Regions from separate parts of the Mus musculus genome. Here region 2 is linked to region 1. A link is a contact called in public promoter capture Hi-C data. All regions are on one chromosome and are shown on one strand. The core of a region is the stretch at or near the end of the contact, and the rest is flanking DNA. Distances in the headings are between cores, read along the strand shown.

What was found. Promoter capture Hi-C pulls out the DNA fragments that hold promoters and counts their contacts.
Region 2: a promoter capture Hi-C map of second pharyngeal arch cranial neural crest shows a contact between it and region 1, with 2.5 times the contacts expected there. The contact joins the enhancer-like site here to the promoter of Foxp2 in region 1. A contact is called at or near these places in 7 of 39 promoter capture datasets (cranial neural crest, frontonasal cranial neural crest, hippocampal neurons and 3 more), 9 of 484 Hi-C or Micro-C datasets (cortical neurons, cranial neural crest, cumulus cells and 6 more), 9 of 115 datasets of contacts at active chromatin or transcription factors (bone marrow-derived macrophages, craniofacial prominence, embryonic forebrain and 6 more) and 3 of 9 other capture datasets (adipose tissue, embryonic tail and pancreatic islet).

The regions. Positions count from the first base shown.
Region 1 is chr6:14,898,161-14,902,794 of GRCm38.p6, forward strand. It overlaps Foxp2 (forkhead box P2), which reads left to right and starts at 3,189. Exons shown (of 19, transcript NM_053242.4): 1 at 3,189-3,601.
Region 2 is chr6:15,394,352-15,399,431 of GRCm38.p6, forward strand. Foxp2 (forkhead box P2) reads left to right here. Exons shown (of 19, transcript NM_053242.4): 9 at 289-502; 10 at 2,388-2,492. Among named protein-coding and RNA genes, the nearest start is that of Gm36352, 240 kb to the right of the region's middle. Within about 2 kb of position 2,365, at least 9 of the 459 cell types and tissues checked have an H3K27ac peak or open chromatin away from gene starts, as enhancers often do. A contact at or near this core is called in second pharyngeal arch cranial neural crest, where this site is marked.

The DNA.
Region 1 (4,634 bases), core at 1,939-4,438:
AAACCCGGTTTTCCTATTATGATACTGCAACTTTTTTTTTTTTTTTTTTTTTGGAGTCTGCTCGCGCGCTAAATCCCGGCCGGCTCCAGCAGCCAGCTCAGGAGAACAAAGCCTGCAGTGTTCAGGGCCACATCGCGGGGCGGGGGTGGTGGGCGAGTTCAAGGAATTGCAAATAAATATATTTTATGACCACCCATCAACAAACTACGTGCCACCGTGGCAGCCCCTGGTAGCCGGGCTGGGATTGCAGAGGGGCCGAGGGTGAAGGAGCTGTGAGAGAGGCGACTTGAGCAGCGGAGCTAGGGGCGAGCCCGGGGCCTGAACTTTCACCTCTCGAACCCGGGCCCAGCCCATTGGCTGTGGTTGAAGGTCCCAGGAGGGCAGCAATTCCGAGCAAGACCTGCTTTTTCCACTCTCTGTGTGTCCTTCCATCGGGAATGGCTAGTGGCCTAGGGCACTGCTGCAGGCAAGCTAAATACTGTGGGGCGCAGAAAAGCAGGGGAGCATGGGGTCTGCTGTGTCAGATTCCTGCGAGAATCTTGGGAAGAGTGAGCAGGCCGCTCATGCTGGGTTGCACGGCCTTCTGTATCCTCTGGAAACTCTAACTGCTTGCTTTGGAGACTCCTAGGATAGGAACGTCAAATATCCTCAAAACGTGTCTTTATGGATGGAAGAGTAAAAGACACCTCCCCCTACCCCCACGTCCATCTCTCATCCCTGAGAAAGAAATATTTTTCTTCTCTTTAGGAATTCAAACCTAATTTAGGAGGGTCCAGACTCCTCTGTAGTCATTCTTCTCTACTTTCTCAGTACACCTGGCGAGAAGGAGACTTAACTGGGGTGGGTGTATATTCGGGGAGGGAGGAATAATGGCAAAGAGGCTCTGGAAACCTTTAGATTATTCGGTTACCTTTATACACCAGGCCCAGGGAAATCCACCGCCTTTGGGTTTTCAAGGTTTCCCACGTGAGTTGTCTACTCTTCTCTTTTTCTAAAGCATTTCAAATTAACTCAGAGTATATTTTATTTAGGTTTGCTGGTGAAGCACAGCCGCCTAACCCCCCACCTTTCAGAAGCGGGGTGGGGTGGGGTGGAGGCAGCTTTTGGATCCTTTCTTAATACTAGCGAGAGCTGTTTCCTTTCTTAAAAAGATTCGGACTCTGCAGACTCCTGAGTCTTCATTTCTCAAAAGACCACTTGAAAGAGTGCGGATATCATTTGCGAGCAGAGCACTCAGGACGACCAGAGTTTTAAAGGTTCACAGAAAGCTCCCCAATTCAAAGCCAAATCTCACCCCAATTCCTCGCGCTCCGGGCTAAGGCGGACTTGCCGCGACCAGCCCTGTGGCTTATTGACAAAAGTTGGTTTCTCTAGCAAACCTGGCGGTGTGTTTACAGATGTGGGTGCCAGGGTCGCCGCTTCCTCCCTATAGAGAACTGCAGGTTCTGAAGTGTGTGTGTGTGTGTGTGTGTGTGTGTGTGTGTGTGTGTGTGTGTGTGTGTGTGTGAGAGAGAGAGAGAGAGAGAGAGAGAGGGGGGGGAGGGAGGGAGGGGTCCTTCTCTCTGCCCTTTAGAGAAAGGGCCAGTTGGTGTTTGAGGAAGGGAAAAACTAAAAAGGCACGTGTTGATGCTGATCTTTGGCCACCCCATCCCACCATCCCCTCTTGTACTGAATAAAGCTGTGTGAAAGTTCGCAGCTATTTCTCTCCGGAGAATAGCTAGAAGGCAGCCTAGCCCAACTCCGTGTCCCCCCCAACCCCCATCCCCGGCTTCTTGGCTATAGCTATTTAGTGGAAAGTTTCTGCGCCGGTGGAATCGCTGCGTGACAGATTCAGCAGCTAGGCTGCAAGCTCCCGCGGCGGCGCGTATTGAACGCCGACGGCTAAGGGTTAGGGGGCCAGTGGCCCGGGAGGGGCTGGCGGGAGAACCGCAGGAAGGAACTTCCTTCCCAAGCTAGGGTGGAGAGGGGCATCTTAGAAACACCCTCCCAGATTCAAGTCACAAGACCCTTCAGGGCCCGCCTTGATCTCCTCCGGCCCTTTCTCTGTCATCTCTTTCTTGGTCCTGCTCAGACCAGCCAGCTAGGTCGCACCACGCACAGTGGAGGAGGGACCTGGTGGCAGAAACCGAGCCGGAGCATCCCCCAACACCGGGGACACAGCTTTGAAGTGCACTGCGAGCGGGTTCTGGCAATTTCTACTTTTCTTTCATTCCTGTTATTTTTTTCTCCCTAGTCATTGATCCAGTCAGTCCCCAAAGCCTCATACTTTAAAAACAAAATTACACCTTGGTGGTGCCATCTCTTTTTCCAAGTCCCGCTTCGGTGACCTGGGCTGCGCGACTACATGGAAGCCCTAGCAGTACTGGCCCCAAGTGAGACAGGAGCCACGACAACCAAGAGTGAGAAAGGTTCTGCCTCTCCATCCAGGCCGCAGAGGCGCACACACAGGAGAGAAAGGCCAATCAGCGTGGCTGTGTTGGCGCGGGCTCCCTCTGTGACACTCTGTGCTTTAACTACCTGCCACCAAAGGCTTCGGATCCCTTCTAGGTTTTCTGCACTTCACGTGGAATCCCCTGTTTCATTTGCCAGCAGCTCCGTCTGCTGAGAGGACGTACTTTGGGGACTGCCAAGAAGCAGCAGACACAACTCGGCTGTGCCAATACAGCATACGGTTTTGTTCTCGCCTCCCTCCCCACCCCCATCCCCGACTCGCCGTCTGGGGCGGCAGGAGGAGGCGGAGCTGGAGGTGGGGAGAAGGGTGGGGGTGGGGGAAACGGGGCAGAACAAACAAGTTCTCTAGCAAGTTGTTTACATAGCAGGTGGACCTGACGTCATCCAGGAGGCTCCACCGCAAAGCCCAGCAACATTCTGGCCCGCGATTTCTCCCATCTCTGGAAAAAGTTGGGGGGGGGGCATGAAGAGATTGATGGAGTTCAAACCACTTTAAAAAAATCATCATCATAATCATCATCAACAACAACAACAACCCCAACTTAGCAAAGTAAGACAAAACAAGTGCCCCAACAGTACTTAAGAGTGTTCTAGGAGGTCCCTTCCCCCTGCCCGCCCCTCATAGGAGAAGCTGCTCTGCTCTCAGTGTGTGCATAGTTTGCATCGCCAACAACTCGCGCGCGCGCCCGGGTGCGCGCGCCCGCCGGTGCACGCACACATACACTCACATACGCACACACACACACACACATACAAGCGCGCGCGCACACACATACACACAGACACACACACACACCAACACACACATACATACAGAGATCCGGGTTGTGGGGGGAGCTGCCAGCGCGAGACAGCGCGAGCCTCCGAGAAAGCGCGAGACACGCCGGCGCGTGCAGCTCCCCGGCCGCAGCTTCGTCCCGGCCGGAGCCCGGCGCCACCAGCAGTTCATCCGTCAGTGCCCGCCCAGGGCATTTATGCCGCGGCCGCGACTTCCCGCCGCAGCTTCCTCGGGTCCCCCCTCCCCTGGTGTCCCCGAACTCGCGGCCGCGGCTGCCGGGACTCGAGCGTGGGTGTGTTGTTCCGGGGCTTCTGCCTGGGTGCACAGCGGGTGCCACCTCCTGGGACGCTGCCCTCGGGGTCCCCGATCGCGGTAAGTTTCTTCGCCCTCACTCAGACGCTCTGCACTCCGCACCCCACCCTGTCCCAAGCACAGCCACGCGCGGCCAGACTGCGACTTTGCTCCACGCTGATCCGGTCGCGCAGCAAAGTTTCGCCCCAGAGCCTGCTGCTCCGCGCTGCGGGGCCAGGGTGACATGTGTCAGATTTCCACATAGGGCAGGGGTCGCATTTGCGTCGAGACCCAACATCGCCACTTGTTGTTTCTTTGCATTTTGCTGTGTGATGGGGAAAGGGGTGTGCAGGAAAATGAGATTTCTCTGTGGGCTCCGGGATGAATTATTTATTTATTTATTCATTTATTTATTTATTTTCGTTTTGAATATGCAGATTGTTGTATCGTCCAGAGATGCTGGAGGAAGAAATGTGTCGAAACACCAGATGCGTTTGTTTACTCTTATAAAAAAATGTTTGTTGTCTTTCCCTCTTCCCTCCCACTCCCTCTAGGGAAGAGAGACAGCAGTAGAAACATGTGGTGGTTAGAAGCGCACACTTTATTGATGAGACTGCTGACCTTTATTTACTAAAGCGGGCAAGTGCGCGTTTCTTGGGTCTTCAGCACTTCTGCTTTCATCTCAGAAGTACTTATCCAGGAACCAGAGAGGCATCAAGGGGACACTTCTTTTCTCTCTAGTTAAGAAACTCCTGGCCCCTAGTGACTCCTGAGATAACCATGCATTTCTCGGGCCACTCCTGATCACTCTCTTCCACTTGTCTGCTAGCCAGCAAGGCCTGCGGCTTCCCAATGGATCCGTCCTGGTTTTACTTTCCTTCCACTTTGGGAAGTGCTCCTTGTTCTGTGTGTGGGTGTCACAGCTTGCAGCCCCTGGGAGAGGGCATGTGGGAGGGGCACAGACACCTTGGTGAGAAAGGGTTTCTCCCTAGCCTTTTTTTTTCTTTCTCCTTCCTTCCTTCTCTCCTTCCTTCCTTCCTTCCTTCCTTCCTTCCTTCCTTTTTTCTTCCTTCCTTCTCTCCTTTCTTCCTTCCTTCCTTCCTCTCTTCCTTCC
Region 2 (5,080 bases), core at 1,115-3,614, 500 kb after region 1:
CTCCTCATTAATACTACTAATCAAGTTTTAATATCTAATTTATAAATAGAAGATGAGTAGATTTTTTTTTATCAACCATACATTTCCCAAACCTCTTCTCCCCAGTACTGTTTTCAAATTGCTGTTTTAAAATAAATAACGTATTGTTTGGGATGAAAAAACACCTTTAGTATTGGGGGTACAAGAGTATTTTTATCATGTATCCACGTTGGTGATGTTGCTAATCCTTTCTGAAGCTCTTGAGTATGGTACCTTGTTATATCAGTGGCACGTTCTTTCCTTTTATAGCTGGCTTAAGTCCTGCTGAGATTCAGCAACTATGGAAAGAAGTGACTGGAGTCCATAGTATGGAAGACAACGGCATCAAGCATGGAGGGCTAGACCTCACGACTAACAATTCCTCCTCGACTACCTCCTCCACCACGTCCAAAGCATCACCACCCATCACACATCATTCCATAGTGAACGGACAGTCTTCAGTTCTGAATGCAAGGCGGGACAGGTGAGCCTCCTGCGCTGCGCTCTCTGCTTACACCCTTATTTTATCTCCACAGTTGACAAACTGGAAATGAACAGGGACAAAACTGTATGGAGAGCAACTGAAAGAGAAATCATTTTTGTTGACCTTTTTATTCTTTTAAGCTATAAAATGATGTCAAAAACGCCACCAGTATACTGGATATGAATAGAGAGCATGCCTAAAGAAATTAAGTTTTCCATGAATGTACAAGGAATGATTATATTGACATAAATTGATAAATAATATATTATGAATTAACTCCAGTTATGAGAACATTCACTAACCCCATCATGCCACAACAATACAAAAGGAAACTCTGGTCATCTATATTCTTGATTACATAATGTTCAACTACTTTCTAACTTCTAAGGATACACTTAAAATGTGAACTAAAGAAAAAACGTGTATAATACACACTTTTTTTTTTTTTTTGGTTTTTCGAGACAGGTTTCTCTGTATTTCCCTGGCTGTCCTGGAACTCACTTTGTAGACCAGGCTGGCCTCGAACTCAGAAATCCACCTGCCTCTGCCTCCTGAGTGCTAGGATTAAAGGCGTGTGCCACCACGCCCAGCTACATTTTTAATTATCTGAAATTTGAAAGTGTTTTTGTTTGAGGTGGATTAGTGAATATATCAAAATGAATTCACTTTGATAGTTTCTAAAATAAATCTAACTGGGAATGTATACAGGAAAGTCATTGTCTTTTGTTGCCAATATTACATTGTGTGAGATAACTTCCCACCATAGTGTTTCTGCTTATAGTTCTGTCTTCTTTTTTAAACTGTGCTTCCATAAGAAACATCCAGCTATATTTTATAACTTAATTCCACTTGCTTAGGCACATCACTTCCAAGTCAGATCTTGTCAAATATTTACATAAAGTGTATAATCCAATAATTTCTAAAAAAGAAAAGTTGTTTTTAAAATCTGAAGATTAAGTATCGAATTTTATAATGAAATGACTTATATACACAAACTACTCTGTACCCAAAGGAACATGTAGTAGATTGGTGCTATTGTCATGTAATAACATATTTGCCTAGCTGGGCCAAATACGTTGGCATATTCTTTTCAAAGAAACATAAAAGTAGTTATAGCACTGTTTAAAATAGAAGACCAAAGTATGGCAATGTTCCTGGCCTTTATCTGAGCACATGTGGATTTTCATCTTCATTTTTATTACAGAGTGCTAAGCTTCTGAGTGCTTTCATGCTGTTGTTTTAATTGAGATTAATTTGATGATTACATATTTCAGAAATATGTTAGTTTTCATATCTCTCTATCTGATATAATACCCACTTATTAAAGGCCTACCATAATTATGTAAGGATATTGCTAGCAAACACTGTTGCAGAGCAGGATTTTTCAAATCAACTGTAGCTACTAGGAATATTTGTATGTATGTATACATATGGTTTGCACATGAGTATTAGTTTAAATGATCCTACTGTTCATACTGTGTTCTAAAGGCATATTTCAAAACTATGATGATGATTTCCATATAGCGTTCATTAAAATAAAATTTTCCTACTCTACAACATAAGACTGCATATACATATATTTTATTTAGAGTTAAAATGTTACTGTCAGGTCATATGGCAGGATTAGCATATGATATTATAGAGTCCTCTTAGTCTTTCATCCTTTATTAACAGTCATCTTTGGCTCTATTTCTCCACTAATTGGAACATCATCTAGCCTTGGCAGTTGAACTATTCAATAGAACGATTAAATTTCTCTGACTGCACTGGGCTGAATTGACCTGTTTTGACCTGTTTGTCACTGATCGTAACCTGACAGGCGCTAGCAGCCTGCAACGATTATGGCTTTCTGAGATGAATCTGACGTTGTGTTCTCTTGCTACAGCTCATCACATGAGGAGACTGGGGCCTCGCACACTCTCTATGGCCATGGAGTCTGCAAGTGGCCAGGCTGTGAAAGCATATGTGAAGATTTTGGACAGTTTTTGAAGTAGGTTTTAACTAGTCTTGGGGAAGGGGAAACAGATTACATGGGAATTTTAGCACACTGCTGTAAAATAAACAGTAACTGAAAGAGAAGTGAAAAGATGGTCCATCTTAGAGCACACTGAGTTTTGAGTTTGTTTCAACAAGTGGACTGGAAAAACAAGGCTAAAAATGTTCATAGGTCATATACATCTTTTTATGAAAATATTTTCAAAATTATTTGGAAGGCTTCAAACCAGTGGAATATGAGCCTGCCATGAAGGTGATTTTAATCACTATGAAACAGGTTTGTAAAAGAGCATTCTCTGGAAGTAGAAATTTTTCTTTTGAAATTGAAATTTTTAATAAAAATTTCATATAATATTTGAATAAGCATACAATTTCTCTAAATGAAATAAAATAGACATAGGTTGTAGGTATCTCTAAAGGGGCAGATTCTGTATATTTACTTCCAGTAATGGCATTTAATATCCAGGATCAAAAATGAAGATCAGTGATGTCGGACATTTGATGCTACAGTCACATTTTGCTCACATTGTTACCTTTGCCATCTATGGTGATGTATTTGGAAAGTAGATTTTATAATTTCTGCAGTATGAAATTAAATCCTGTGCATCCCTACAATATTTTAGTTTCAAGGCTCTTTGAGGGGTTCCCCTGCAGATGAGAACATTCCCTTTTCATGGACAATTTTCTGCTCACAGTTATTGGTACAGGGAAGATCTGAACAGGGAGCTGCAGATAGGTTTATGAAGATGAGTGTCTTCGCAGCCTCAGCCTCTTGTGTTGTCATGGTGCAGCTAACAGGGTGAATGAACTGTTTCATGCTTCATCAACAATTAAGTTAATTAGCTCATTTGAAATTGCACTGCTTTGTTGCCAGGATGTTGGCAGAAACATCAAAAAGATGTGTTTACAAATGGCAGACCGACTGCAGAGTACAGAGCCGAAGTACCCTAACAACGAGGCAAGCACTTGGTATCATAATACCTTTATAAATGATTACAGGAAGACTTCGTGAAGATTTTTATATATAATTTCAGACCAATTAAGAGAAAATTTGCTTCACAGATAACAATGGCTTTTTAGAAATGGACTTAAACGAAAATTTACATATCTGTTACACCAAACCAACTGTGAGCTGCCATTTTTCTGGGTGTGAAATTTATTATATTATTCCCATAAAAAGGGCATTTAAAAGATGTTAGGTTGCTTTGCTAAAGTTTCTACTGCCAAAAAAGGGCTTTAAAAAATCCAGAAATATAAATTATTTTAGCAATAATTCCATAATTTTTACCTCTATCATTATGGTATATTTTCTGTCAGTGAGCATCTGTCTAGGATGACTGATTCTATGTCCTAGGAATAACTGAATTTATAAAACTACCTGCTTAGTAGTTATTCTCTTTCTCTAAAATATTTTATAAGTAAAATCTGACTCATTTTCTGAGGGAAACTGTGTTTCTCTCCTTTAGTATGGTTTCTTTAAGACATATGAAGATGATTTTTCACACGTCAGATAATTTGAATCAAAAATACGTGAATGAATAAGAACTCTCTCATTTTATTCTCCATAATCTTTTCTCATATTCATACTGGTGTTTGTTTTGTTTTGTTTTTTTGTTTGTTTGTTTGTTTTTAATTGGAGAAATCACAATTTTAAAAGCATTTCACTTCAATCAAGTATCAACCCTGGTTTCAAAGACTATCTATCTATTCACTTTATACTGATGATAAGACTACTGACAGTAGACTGTATGGTCCTCCTTCTACCCCTTTTTAGTAGCATATGTTTTAAAATTTCTAATTCAAAGACCTGAGATAAATTCTGTTCCTACTTAATGCCAATATACTCCACTGAAATGAAAAATTAATATGACATATTTCTTGAATCAGTATTATCTTTTTCTTAAAGATATGTGAGAAATTTGAAAAGAAATAAAATATTTTATTAATGAAGTACTTCATTTATTCAAGAAAAAGTTGACTCAGCATCATATACATTTTTAGTCTTCCAGGTACCATGTTACCATTCTCAGGAGTATAATTTTTATCTCCACATTAATTAACAAGTGGGGTATATTTTTATATTGAATAAAAATGAAAATTAAAACAAATTCTGACAATAATAGGAGAAAACAAAGTCCAAGGTAACATTCTTCAGGAGAAGTTTGACAACTTTACAGAAAAGTGAGAGTTGACAGAATTTAACCATTTTTTTTCTGACCAACAATTGCAGCTCTCAGCAGATCAGAAGCACTTAGTCCTGCTTCTTCATTACTGTCTTTTAAGTGTCAGAGTGTAATCACATCTGACAAAACTTTAGTGTAGTTTGACTGCAGAATTAATTACCATTCAATTGCACCAAAGTCAGCTTGAATATAGATGTATTGACTTTCAGAGCTAAAGCCAAAAGGTTTGGAGTGCAGCATTCCAGTTAGCAGACAAGTATTCTTGAACTTGCCCACACAGGTGCCAAGATGGAGAGACGCAGCACCAGAAGCATTGTGCTTTGCAAAAGCCGGAATGGGTAGTGTTCTTTCACCTGTGAGCATTCCAAAGATTAATTAAACAATGAGAAGGAATGAATGG